Regions from separate parts of the Mus musculus genome. Here regions 2, 3 and 4 are each linked to region 1. Evidence: chromatin contacts called from public Hi-C and promoter capture Hi-C data. All regions are on one chromosome and are shown on one strand. Each heading gives the region's core, a stretch centred on a gene start, on an enhancer-like site or on the middle of the called end of the contact. The rest is flanking DNA. Distances are from core to core; before and after follow the strand shown. Region 1 holds the start of Sowahc (sosondowah ankyrin repeat domain family member C). Region 2 holds the start of Eif4ebp2 (eukaryotic translation initiation factor 4E binding protein 2). Region 3 holds the start of Pald1 (phosphatase domain containing, paladin 1). Region 4 holds the start of Ppa1 (pyrophosphatase (inorganic) 1).

What was found. Promoter capture Hi-C pulls out the DNA fragments that hold promoters and counts their contacts. Hi-C and Micro-C count contacts between places; a contact is called where the count stands out from the background. Capture Hi-C pulls out chosen DNA fragments and counts their contacts.
Region 2: a Hi-C map of B cells shows a contact between it and region 1, with 5 read pairs. The contact joins the promoter of Eif4ebp2 here to the promoter of Sowahc in region 1. A contact is called at or near these places in 2 of 39 promoter capture datasets (liver and pre-B cells) and 1 of 484 Hi-C or Micro-C datasets (B cells).
Region 3: a promoter capture Hi-C map of liver shows a contact between it and region 1, with 2.2 times the contacts expected there. The contact joins the promoter of Pald1 here to the promoter of Sowahc in region 1.
Region 4: a contact with region 1 is called in a promoter capture Hi-C map of pre-B cells, with 3 times the contacts expected there. The contact joins the promoter of Ppa1 here to the promoter of Sowahc in region 1.

The regions. Positions count from the first base shown.
Region 1 is chr10:59,220,498-59,223,197 of GRCm38.p6, reverse strand. It overlaps Sowahc (sosondowah ankyrin repeat domain family member C), which reads right to left and starts at 1,276. Exons shown (of 1, transcript NM_172939.3): 1 at 1-1,276. The coding sequence starts at 1,154. It overlaps Septin10 (septin 10), which reads left to right and starts at 1,698. Exons shown (of 10, transcript NM_001024911.3): 1 at 1,698-1,807. The coding sequence starts at 1,790.
Region 2 is chr10:61,451,391-61,454,090 of GRCm38.p6, reverse strand. Eif4ebp2 (eukaryotic translation initiation factor 4E binding protein 2) reads left to right here and starts at 1,422. Exons shown (of 3, transcript NM_010124.2): 1 at 1,422-1,689. The coding sequence starts at 1,545.
Region 3 is chr10:61,382,096-61,384,815 of GRCm38.p6, reverse strand. It overlaps Pald1 (phosphatase domain containing, paladin 1), which reads left to right and starts at 1,293. Exons shown (of 20, transcript NM_013753.2): 1 at 1,293-1,524.
Region 4 is chr10:61,647,282-61,649,981 of GRCm38.p6, reverse strand. It overlaps Ppa1 (pyrophosphatase (inorganic) 1), which reads right to left and starts at 1,361. Exons shown (of 11, transcript NM_026438.4): 1 at 1,191-1,361. The coding sequence starts at 1,254.

The sequences.
Region 1 (2,700 bases), core at 27-2,526:
TCCAGGGCTCCCACCAGGTTCTTTATCTCCTCTGCGATGCTCTCGCTCAGATACTGAGAGGCCTTTCTCCCGCTGTAGTCCCTGATGTCTACATCTGCGTCGTAGGCCCCCACTAGTAACTTCACCACCTCTACATGCCCATGCATCGCTGCCAAATGTAGGGCAGTGTAGCCTCCGCTCGACTTGGCATTGATGTTCACTGGCAGCTGGTGTTTGGTGGCAAAGTTGACCAACATGGCCAGGAGCTCTTGCCTGCCGTGCTTGGCGGCCCAGTGGAGACAAGTGAAGCCGGTGATGAAGTCTCGCTTCGAGAGCAGGCCGGGCTCACAAGTGAGCAGCCCTTCTAGGCTGTCCCACTTGCCCTCGGAAGCTGAGAGCATCCAGGCGTGATCCAGGGGATCCAGGGTAACCGAGGCCCCGACGCTGCTCTCCTCTTCTGCGGACGAAGAAGCTAACGATGCGGTATCGGAGTCGCCCCCTCCTCTGCTGCGACCTCCAGCGTTACCGTCCCCAGGACCCACGCTCCTCTTTAGTTGCGGGGAGCTGCCCAACACCAGGTCCCGAAAGTTCTGACGGGCCGACCTGGGTGTGTTTGGCCCACTAGGGGAACTGCCCCCTTCAGCCTCCCCCTGTGGAGGGAGTTTAAGGTTCTCGCTGGACCCGGGACCCGACGCCCAGGACACGGCCTCGACCTCCTGTGGTGGCGAGTCCTTACCTTGGGCCCCACCTTGAGCAGGGGCTGGAGGCTCTTGGTCGCTCACTTCGCCACCCAGTCCGAGAGACAACTGTGGATTTGCCTCCTGGAGCTGGCTGCCCTCGCAAGGCTCCGCTGCAAGGTCCGGGACTTGAGGCTCCTCAGTCACCTCGATACGCGGGGGCTCTCGGGGGAGCTTGGCCTCAAGCGGGGGGGAATCCCCCGTACAGAACCTTTTCTTGAGATGCACATACTTGGTACCATCCGCGGGATCGGTGCGCACGGTGGCCACGGCATTGACCAGTTCCTTGAAGCGCTCGCGGGCGCGGGTGCGCTGTTCGCGCTGGCCACCCAGGACGTCCCTGAAGTGTTGCACCAATTCCGAGTGTCCCGCCCGGCCCCCACGCTCGGCGAGGAAGCGCAGGATCGCCTCCGAGCTCAGCTCCAGTGACCCCTCCATTCACCGCGGCTCAGCTTCTCAGCCCCAGGAGCGCTCAGCCAGACACCATGGCCGGACGCCTGGAGGACCCGGAGAGCGGCTTGGGTCTCAGTGGCTGGCAGCACGCGCGATCCCAGCTTTGAAGAGTCTCGAGTCCCGCGAGCGCTGACACCGCCTCACTGGGGCCGCGTCCCAGTGGACACGCCCCGCCACACCCACTTCCGCTCGGGACTCAATCTCGGCGACAGTCCCCGGCCCGAGGCCCCGCCCACTTCCGGGCTCCGCGCGGGCTCGCAGCCACTGTTTCCGCCAGTGGCGGGAGGCGAGGGACCCAGAGCTTGGCCTCCGAGGCTCACGTTTCCACTCACCCTCCCCACACACTTGGCTTTTCGTCAAAACGCCCGGTGGGGCACACCCGGGAGAAGCTCGCCCCGAGCGCGGGAAACCCTGGTAGTCCCTGGCGCGTTCCCGCAGCCCTCCGCCTCGGCCCCGCCCCAGCCTCTCAGCAGAGGCCGCCCCGCCCATTAACGGCTGCGGGGCGCCGGGCACGCCCCTTGTCCCGCCAGTTACGCCCAGCGGGTCTCTCTCTGAAGCGGCCCGGGACCTGTGTTTGCGTCCAGCCTGAGACCACCGTTTCCCTACGTCCCACCAGGGCTATGGCCTCATGCGACGAGGTACAGCAGCTGGTGAGCCCCGCGCCCTTGGGTTCCCCGAGCCCCCGCCCCGCCCCGCCCGGTCGCCTCTGGGCCAGCGAGATTGTGACCGTGCGGCTCCGGGACTCCGCGTGTCGTGGAGAGGGGGCTCCCTGTTGCCCCAGGGCGAGGGCTGAAGAGCTCTGGCGAGCGACTGCATGTTGGGGAAAAGTTACATTTTCCAGGCTTCCTGGTCCTGGCCAAAGCGGGGTGGTGTAAATGAAATCCAGGATGATGATCGATGCCTATCACTTTGTAACGGTTTTTTTTTTCCTTTTCCCCGACTTAAATCAGGCCTTGGAATCCGCCTGATTTTGTGCAATTGTGTACACGTACATGGCTACTGACCGGAAAGTCGGCTTCCTTAGATTTTCCAAAGCTCGCGGGTTTACTGTAATGCTTGGCGGTTTTGTTTGGCTTTCCCGTCCCCTTGTAATGAAAAAAAAAAAAAACAACAAAAAAAAAACAAACAAACCACTTGACCGATCCAATGTTTTGTGCGGTTCAAATAACTTGAAAAACTTATCTTAGTTGATATAGGATATAAGCCATAGTTATCCGAGAGGTCATACTGTTTTCATAATACCAATCTCTTGTAATCTTGCTTTTGTTCCCATCATTTTAAGATTGTATGTGGAATCTTCCAGTTGTCGCAGGGGGTAGAATAGATTCTATTTCTACTTCCCTAACAGCTGCACGCAGTAAATTATTTTTCTCTACTTTAAGAAACTCTAATATTTCCCTTATCCAATATTAATGAAAGTAATCCTCTTAACTAACTCTATTGAATCCTTTGGCATTGGTAGTATTTTTGTCGGATTCTTAATCTCAAGCAACATTTCCCAAATAACTTTCTACTTACCTGAAACAAGTGA
Region 2 (2,700 bases), core at 173-2,672, 2.2 Mb before region 1:
CTGAACTGGAGTTATGGGTGCTTCTGAGCCACTACAAGTGTGCTAGGTACTAAACTCTGGTCCTCTCGGTGCTCTGCAACAGCAACAAGCGCTCTTAACTACTGAGCCCTTCCTCAGAGTCATTGATGGTTAAACCCTTAGTTCATCGTGTACGCATTGCTTTCCTTTAATAATGAGCAATTAAAATTATACTTCTTAAAATAACTTTGATTAGCTGGGTGTGGTGGTGCACGACTTTAATCCCAGCACTCAGGAGGCAGAAGCAGGTGGATTTCTGAGTTCGAGGCTAGCCTGGTCTACAAAGTGAGCTCCAGGACAGCCAGGATATACAGAGAAACCCTGTCTCGAAAAACCAACCAACGAAACAAACAAACAAACAAACAAACAAAAACTTTGATTACATTTATTTATTTATGGGCAGGCAGATGGGTGCTCATGGACTAGTGGAGAAGTCAGAGGATAACTTGGGAGAGTCGGTCTCCCCTTTCACCTTGTGGCTTCTGGGTGGTGGAACTCAGGTCTGCAGGCTTGGTGACAAATGCCTTTCTTTACCTGCTGAGCCATCTTGTGGGCTCCCAGAGTTATAATTTTTTAAAAAGATTTATTTATTTATTTTATGTATATGAGTACGCTGTAGCTGTCTTCAGACACATCAGAAGAGGGCATCGGATCCCATTACAGATAGTTGTGAGCCACCATGTGGTTGCTGATTTGAACTCAGGATCTCTAGAAGACAGTGCTCTTAACCACTGAGCCATCCCTCCAGCCCGAGTTATACTTTTAATGGTTAGATATAGATGGGAATATGAAGTAAGCCCTAAGAAAGTACTGTTAGTCCACACTTACACACCACAAACAATTACACACACACACACACACACACACACACACACACACACACACACACACACACACACACACACACACACACACACACACACACACACACACACACACACACACACACACACACACACACACACACACACACACACACACACACACCCCGCTTCCCCCCCCTCCCGCGTGCCTTAATCACCTACACTCAGCTTCACTGGGAGTCTATTATGTTCCTCTGAACTCAGCCCCGCCCCTCAAAGTCCCGCCCACCCTAAGGCTCCACCCTTCAACACTTCCTTTTTCCCGGATTTCCGGGTTCACCCTCTGCCTCTAGCCTTCGGCTGCCTCAGTCACGCCCCCAGCTACCCGCCCACTCGCCTCAGACACGCCCTCCAACGTCACGTCCGGCTTCCATATTGTCCCTCCCTCTACTACCCCTTGCTCCCGCCTTCGACCGCTTCCGGTAGTCATCGTTGCCGCTGCTGCCGCTGCTGCTCCTGCTGCTGCTGAGGCTGCAGGCGGAGGCCGGAGGACCGGGCGGCGGCGGCGGCGGCGGCAGCGGGAGCGGTATCGCAGCGGGACGACCGGGCGAGAGCAGGCGAGTTGAGAGCCGAGCGTGAGGAGCCAGAGCCGCCCGGCCCCGCCGCCGCCGCCGCCGCCGCCGCCGCCGCTGCTGCACAAAGCCTCGAGCCCGCGTCGGAGCCATGTCCGCGTCGGCCGGTGGTAGCCACCAGCCCAGCCAGAGCCGCGCCATCCCCACGCGCACCGTGGCTATCAGCGACGCCGCGCAGCTACCTCAGGACTACTGCACCACGCCCGGGGGGACGCTGTTCTCCACAACGCCGGGAGGTGAGCCGCGCCCGGCCTGCCCGCCATCACGGCTGGCGCGTGGCACTGCATGCTCGACCAACAGCTTCCTCCCCGCTGCCCGTACGGTGTGCTGCAGACCGTGCATTCTGCGCAGCGGGGCTTGCCTCTGGAGCTGTCCTACGGGCTTTGGGGAGAGGGAAGTCGGGGAGACGGACCTGGCGCGGAAGCCTAAGATGACTGGTCTGGCTGCGCCGAGAGTTCCGAGACGAGGCTGGCATGCACTCTGCATGCCTCGCCCAGTGTTAGCCTCCTTTGACAGCATTGTTTACTTTGTTAGAGGAGTCATCAAAGGTTGGGGGAGCCCCAGCTCCCACAAGTGGGACGTGTAAAATAGCTCCTTTGGTATCCAAGAAGTTGTTGGCTTTGGTAGAGGCGCTGTCAGGTTTCAGATCAGGGCTTTCGAAGAGCGGTTTTAAAGGTGCTTTGTCAAACAGCACACACTAGTCGGGTTAGGTTGCTTGATCCTAGGGAAAGGGCTTGTAGAAAAAAGCGATGCAAAGGGAGGTTCCTGAAGTTGCTTTTCAAAAGATGGCCGGGATCCGTTTACTATCACTGGAGAAGAGGTAAATAAAGTATGTTGAATTGGTCACGAGAGGAGGAAGCGCAAAGGTTGTTTGTCTCTTTTCTGGGCTGTTCTCTAAGAGGGAGGAGCCTGGAAGGGGTTCTTCCGGTGCCTTCATGAAGGGAACTGGCTTTCTGTCCCTAATCTCAGAACTTTGCCTTCTTTTGGTGACCCCGGGGGCTGGGCTTCAGCTAGAGGGTGAAGATTTGGTTAGCAGCCCTTACAGTCTATAGATCGCTGATCATGAGACAGGACTCCTAACCAATCACTTAAAAGTGGGCCTGGCCATCCTGGAATCTTGTGCAATTGGAAGGCACAGAGTAAGGGGACCTTGCCAACACCAAGAGACAGCAGTCCAGAAGGCTGTGTGTGGTAGTTAGGGCTGTGACCCTACTACTCCAGAAAGACGGGGTAGGAGAATGGCAGTT
Region 3 (2,720 bases), core at 44-2,543, 2.2 Mb before region 1:
GGCAGAAGGGAGTCTGACATAGAGGGCAGGTAGTCCTGGGGCCTCAGTTTCCCCATGTATTAAAATAGGAATAGCGAGGGCTAGGGATATGCTAGAGTGTTTGCATGCCCAGCATACACAAGAATACTTGATTTCAACACCCAGCACTGCATAAGCCAGAATGAGGGACCGTGCCTATAATCCCAGCATTCAGGAGGAAGGATTTAGAATTTCTAGGTTATTTTTAACTAAATATTGAACAAAATCAACTTGGGATATATGAGACCGTGTGTGTATGTGTGTGTGTGAACAATGATAGGTACATAGGTACCTGCTAAGATTACACAGATGAGATACCGCTGCAGACATGCTGGGTATCTGGCCAGACCACCCTTAATGAGTCCTTTTAGGGTTGCAAGGCCCTCCTTCTGCATAGTTCAAGTTCCCTAGCTTGATTTTGGCTAAAGGCCAGGCCTGCAAAGTCTTCATCCTGGTCACAACTCCCTGCAGAGCGTGCCAAGGACCCTCTAGCTCTGACTGGGGCCAAGGCAGGTAGAGGCAGGAAGGAAATATTCCTCAGTGTAGGGAGAGAGAGACAGAGAGAGACAGAGACAGAGAGAGAGACAGAGAGAGACCTCATTCCATACATCAAAGAGGCTTTCCTGAGACCTAAGCAGGGGTGAGTAAGTGCCCATGGGTGATCCAAGGTCAAGGGTCAGGTACCAGAGCCCCAGAGCCCACCACCACTTGGATGCGTTGGGTAGGGGTAGTGGGGCTGCTCTTCTTCCAAAGACTGGGAGCTGCAATTTTCCTAAGCCAGCGGTCAAGGTGACCACCTGCTCTTTTAGGGCTTCATCCTTCGACGTCTATTCGGAGAGGCGTCAGACCTTCCCTACGGAGCTCAAGTGGCACAGGAGAAATGCTGATTCTGGGGTCCAGGAGAAGCAGAAAGGGGAAGCCCGGGGCTACAGACATAACAGGGGCCCTGGAGTAGGGGAGGGGGTGTGGCGCCACCAGCCTAAGCATTTTTCTCCAGCCATGGAGATTGGAAGCCGGCCTTGGGTATCTTCCAGAAGGAACCGACCAGACAAGGAAAGAGGAACTTGCTTCTCCCGCAGGTTCCCTCTACCCTAGGGTTTTCCTCCAGGCGTAGGGCGAGCAGACGGAGGATGCTGGCCCGGAACCGGCTGGATTGAAAGAGGGGGGAGGGGAGTTGTGCCTATCCGACCGTGGTGGGGTGAGTGTATCTTTAAGTCCGCACCCCCTCCTTGTGGGCGGAGGCCGAAGCTGTGACCGCGCCCTCCCAGGCGTGGGAGGGGGGATCCGGACTCGAGGCGGGGTTCTGGGGGTGATCCTGGCCTCGGTGGCCCCGGGCTGGCCGGGTCTGCGCCGCCTGGACACAGCAGGAGCTGCCTCCGCCCCCGGATGGGCTGGGAGGGTGGGCGGAGTCATCTGGAGCCCGCGCGGGTAGTGCCCGAAGCCCGCCTCGGCGCCGGCAGTCCCCGGCCGCATAGCGCGACGCTCTCCCGGAGCTGCGGCTGCCAGGTAAGCACGCGTGGGCCGCGCCGAGGGAGGATCGGGGTCCCTCGGTTTGGGGCGGAGGCGTCCGAGCCACCCAGGCCTGCCCCAGGTCGGCGCCACCATGCTTTCTCAAAGCTGGAGCTGCTCCCGGGTTGTGCGCAGGTCGATCCCGGACTCATCTCCTGTACTCTGGCTTCCCTCGGAGTGAGGGACAACATGGAGTGGCGACACCCGCACTTCTTGGCCTGGGAGCCCTCCGGGCCAGCTGGGCTGGGCTTCCGAAGAAGTTAGGAAAGATAGCCGCGTTGTGACCCCGGCATGGGGTCCCCAGACTTATCTGCAGGACCCTTGAGGCCCAGGGGCAAGGGAGCAAACTGAGGGGCCTGGCAGGCACTGGCTTTGATTCGCCGCTCGGTTTGGTCTCTTTTGAGGTGGGGTTTCCTTGGTGTGAGCGAGGGTGTGCGTGGAGCGTGAGTACATTCATGTGCCTGAGCATGACACCCCCCTCCCCCCAAAAGACATGGACTTAATAGAAAGGTAGTGTTTGGGACACTGACTGTCCCAGTTCCTTGTAGTGGCCAAGCTGCCCTTGTTTTGTAAATCAGACTCCACAAAAGCCTGGCCCGGGGTGAGCTTGAGGCATCTCTGGTCTTCCAGCCAGAGAGTATGGGCCGGTCCTTGTCTGCCCACAGCCAGTGACAGAGCACCTGTGGCTGTGGGCTCCGGGCCATGCACAGACAGTGTGGGAGGTGGGAGGACTTGGAAGGGCTCTGTCCTGTTGTGGCTCTGTCCTGCAAGGGAAGACAAGAGAGAAACACTTGGCCAGTTCTCTGATAGGGAGTTTGATACCAGCCCTGGGCTGGTAGCCCTAGAAGAAAATGCCAGGAGGTTCCTCAAGGGAATTGCAAAACACCGGCGCAGCGAGGGTACTCTCGCTGGGTGTCCTGTGACTTTGCTGATAGATGTGTTTAAATGTCCTGGTGCAGGCAACCCCACCCTCCTCATTAGCATTACTAATCAGGACCGCTTTGCACCTCGCCTTGTGCGGCGGTGGTGCTGGGGCGGGGGCGGGGGTGGGGGGATGGGATGGGGGCAACAAGCGTAGGATGGCTGGCAAGGACTTCCTGCTTCTGTGTGTCCACCCCACCCCCATATTTTGTTTGCTTTGGGGGTGGTGGTGGTGTCCAAAGACCCATTTGTTTCCTCCAGTCAGATGGAGC
Region 4 (2,700 bases), core at 112-2,611, 2.4 Mb before region 1:
CTGAGCTAAACGGGAAAACACTATGGCCTCACCCACCACCACCCTCAAAAAAAAAAAAAAAAAAAAAAAGTGGAAAAAATACTCAGAAATTTATCCTTTTTAAAAAGTGCAAAGAGCGAGAACTAGTTAAATTACATAGTGGTACTAAATTTAGTGTTTCTTAAGTTCCAGAGAGCCCATTTGATAGACTTCAGCCTAATCCAAAGTCAAGGAGTGGCTTTGCTCTCTACCCACAACCATCAAATACTTACCACCAATACATTAAATACATTAAAAGCAGTGTGTTTATTCTGCACATATAGCTTGAAGACAATTCCCAGTGACCCAAAGGGTCACTTTAAAGGACACTGAAAAACCTGAAGCCAACACTATTTCCATGGCGAAGTTTCTGCTAGGCACTCTCTGTTCATTCTTTCAGGAATGTCTGTTTGCCCTGTCCTGAGATTGCTGCCCATCCCTTCTAAATAAACACAAAGAGGTTACAAACTGGAAGGGCCTTTGCTAACAGCATCGCAAACCTCTGTTAGCACCATGAATGTATGTATATACCTACAAGCTAAGGGCTTCCAGGAGAAACCCAGGTAGCTTGCAAGCACCTATCAGGAAAAGGTGACACACGTGGAAGGCCGATCGACTCCGCCTTTCTGAGTGCAGGGCAGGGGTTGGATGCGGGGGTAACTAGTGGGTTCCGGCACCAGGGTTAAGAACCTGGCTGTTCTCCCACCAGGTCCTTAGCTAGACGTCACCTGTCTGTCTAGGGAGGCAAAGCTTTCGGTTTCCTAGAAGCACTCCCGGCCATCAGGGCTTCAGAGAAGCCTCACCACAATAAGGCTAGTGCCGGGAAGACCTGGGCCTCAGTTTCCCATCTCTTACAACACCGGGGAGGACTCGATCCTGTTCGGCACCGAATTAAGGTCTTGAGGAAATCTCTGTCCTCCAGCCGGCGATCCTGAGGACAATCCTCTTAGGCGGTCGGTATCACCTCCGGGCACCTTCTAAGGGTGACTCAGTGGTTTCCTTTCCCCATGTGGCCCAAGTTCGAATGTGTGGAGGGAGCGCTCGCGGTGGGCACTGGGATGGCGGCCCTCGCTGGTCCCGCCGCCCGCCAGAGGGAAGGGGACGCGTCCGCCCGCCCGCCCGCTCGTTCTGGAATGAATGGGCGACCCGGCCCTCGGCCTCACGCCACTCACTGAGGAAGACGCGGTACTCGAGGGTGAAGGGCGCGGCGCGCTCCTCGCTGCTGAAGCCGCTCATGGTGTCGGAGATGCACCGCCGCCGCCGCTGCACAGCCACACAACCACACAGCCCAGACCCGGAGCCGCTGTACGGAGGAGAAAGCCCGCGCCTGCGTACCACGAGCTGGCCCGCCGGTCGCCGGCGCCGTGCCTTTAATGCGTGGGGCTCGCCTTGTACCCTGCCCCGCCCCGCCCACCCGCGCAGGCGCACTCTGCGCGACGCGCCTCCTCACGCCCCGCCCCCGGTTCGCAACCTGGGCCACGTGGCAGGCGCCGGCTGCCCTCTGGAAGCGGACTGCGGGTTGGCGGCTCCGCTGGGACAGAACGCTGGTTACTCTCCTGAGGCTTGCGGGTCGCTCACCTTTGATTTCTCTCTCTCAGGTCCTGCAGAGCAGTTCCTTATCTCGGAAGGCCTTGATAAGCCACCTGTTCCCCAGGCAGTCTTGTCTTTTCTTGTTTGGGTTTCTCATAGATCTTCATCTGCCTCCCAGAAGCTGGGAGTGTGCTACCAGCCCCCCACCCCCGGCCCAGGGCCATCTTCATTAAAGTTGAGAGTTTGGCTGACTGGGCTCTGAAAACTATAGGCTGTGACTAATGTTTTCCCAAGTGGTAGGCAATGGACAAATTTGCTTTTACTAATCTCCCTGATTCAGTTTCTCATCTGAATTGTTGGGTGGGTTCTGCTTGGACCAGACTCAAGCTGATTACTCCTGAACTCCCCAGATACCGCAGATTTCTCTCCCCACTCCAGATCCACTGGGACTTGAAATTGAAGCTCTGGGAAGACCCAGGAGTGTGCACAGAACCCCTTGAGGACGTTTCTCAGGAGTAGCTTCTCGGAGCTTGTTTTCCTAGTTCTATTGCACCACCCATTGAAGTCCAGGCTGTATCCCTCAGAGTGTGCTGTGGACGTTGGGAACTTTCACAGTCCTATAAGGTTGTGTGTGTGTGTCTGTCTGTCTTTGTGTATCACAACTCTAATTATAAGCCACATATAGCGTCTCACACCTGTAGCCCCAGACCTCAGGACGCTGACTTTCTGAGACCAACCTGAGCTACGTAGTGAGTTCTGAGCCACCCCATGCTACAGTATGAGACTATCTTAAAAATAAGACAAATCTAACCCAGGAAATTATCCACATTTTTTTAAAAAGCAAATTTTAAATTATGATAGACAGAATATCTTTCTAAAATATTTCTTAACTATTTATCTCAAAGACAGTTTCCTTTCAACTATTTTCAAAACAATCTCTAATATATAAATGGAATGCATAAACCACGTATTAAGTGGAAGCCTAAGAAAGTTAATTTCTAAATTGGCACGGTGGTGTATACCTGTAGCTGCAGCACTTGAGAAGCAAAAGTAGGAAGATCATGAATTCAAGGTCATCCTTGGCCAGTCTGGACTACATGAGACTCCCGCCTCAAAAATAAATAAATAAATAAATAAATAAATAAATAAATA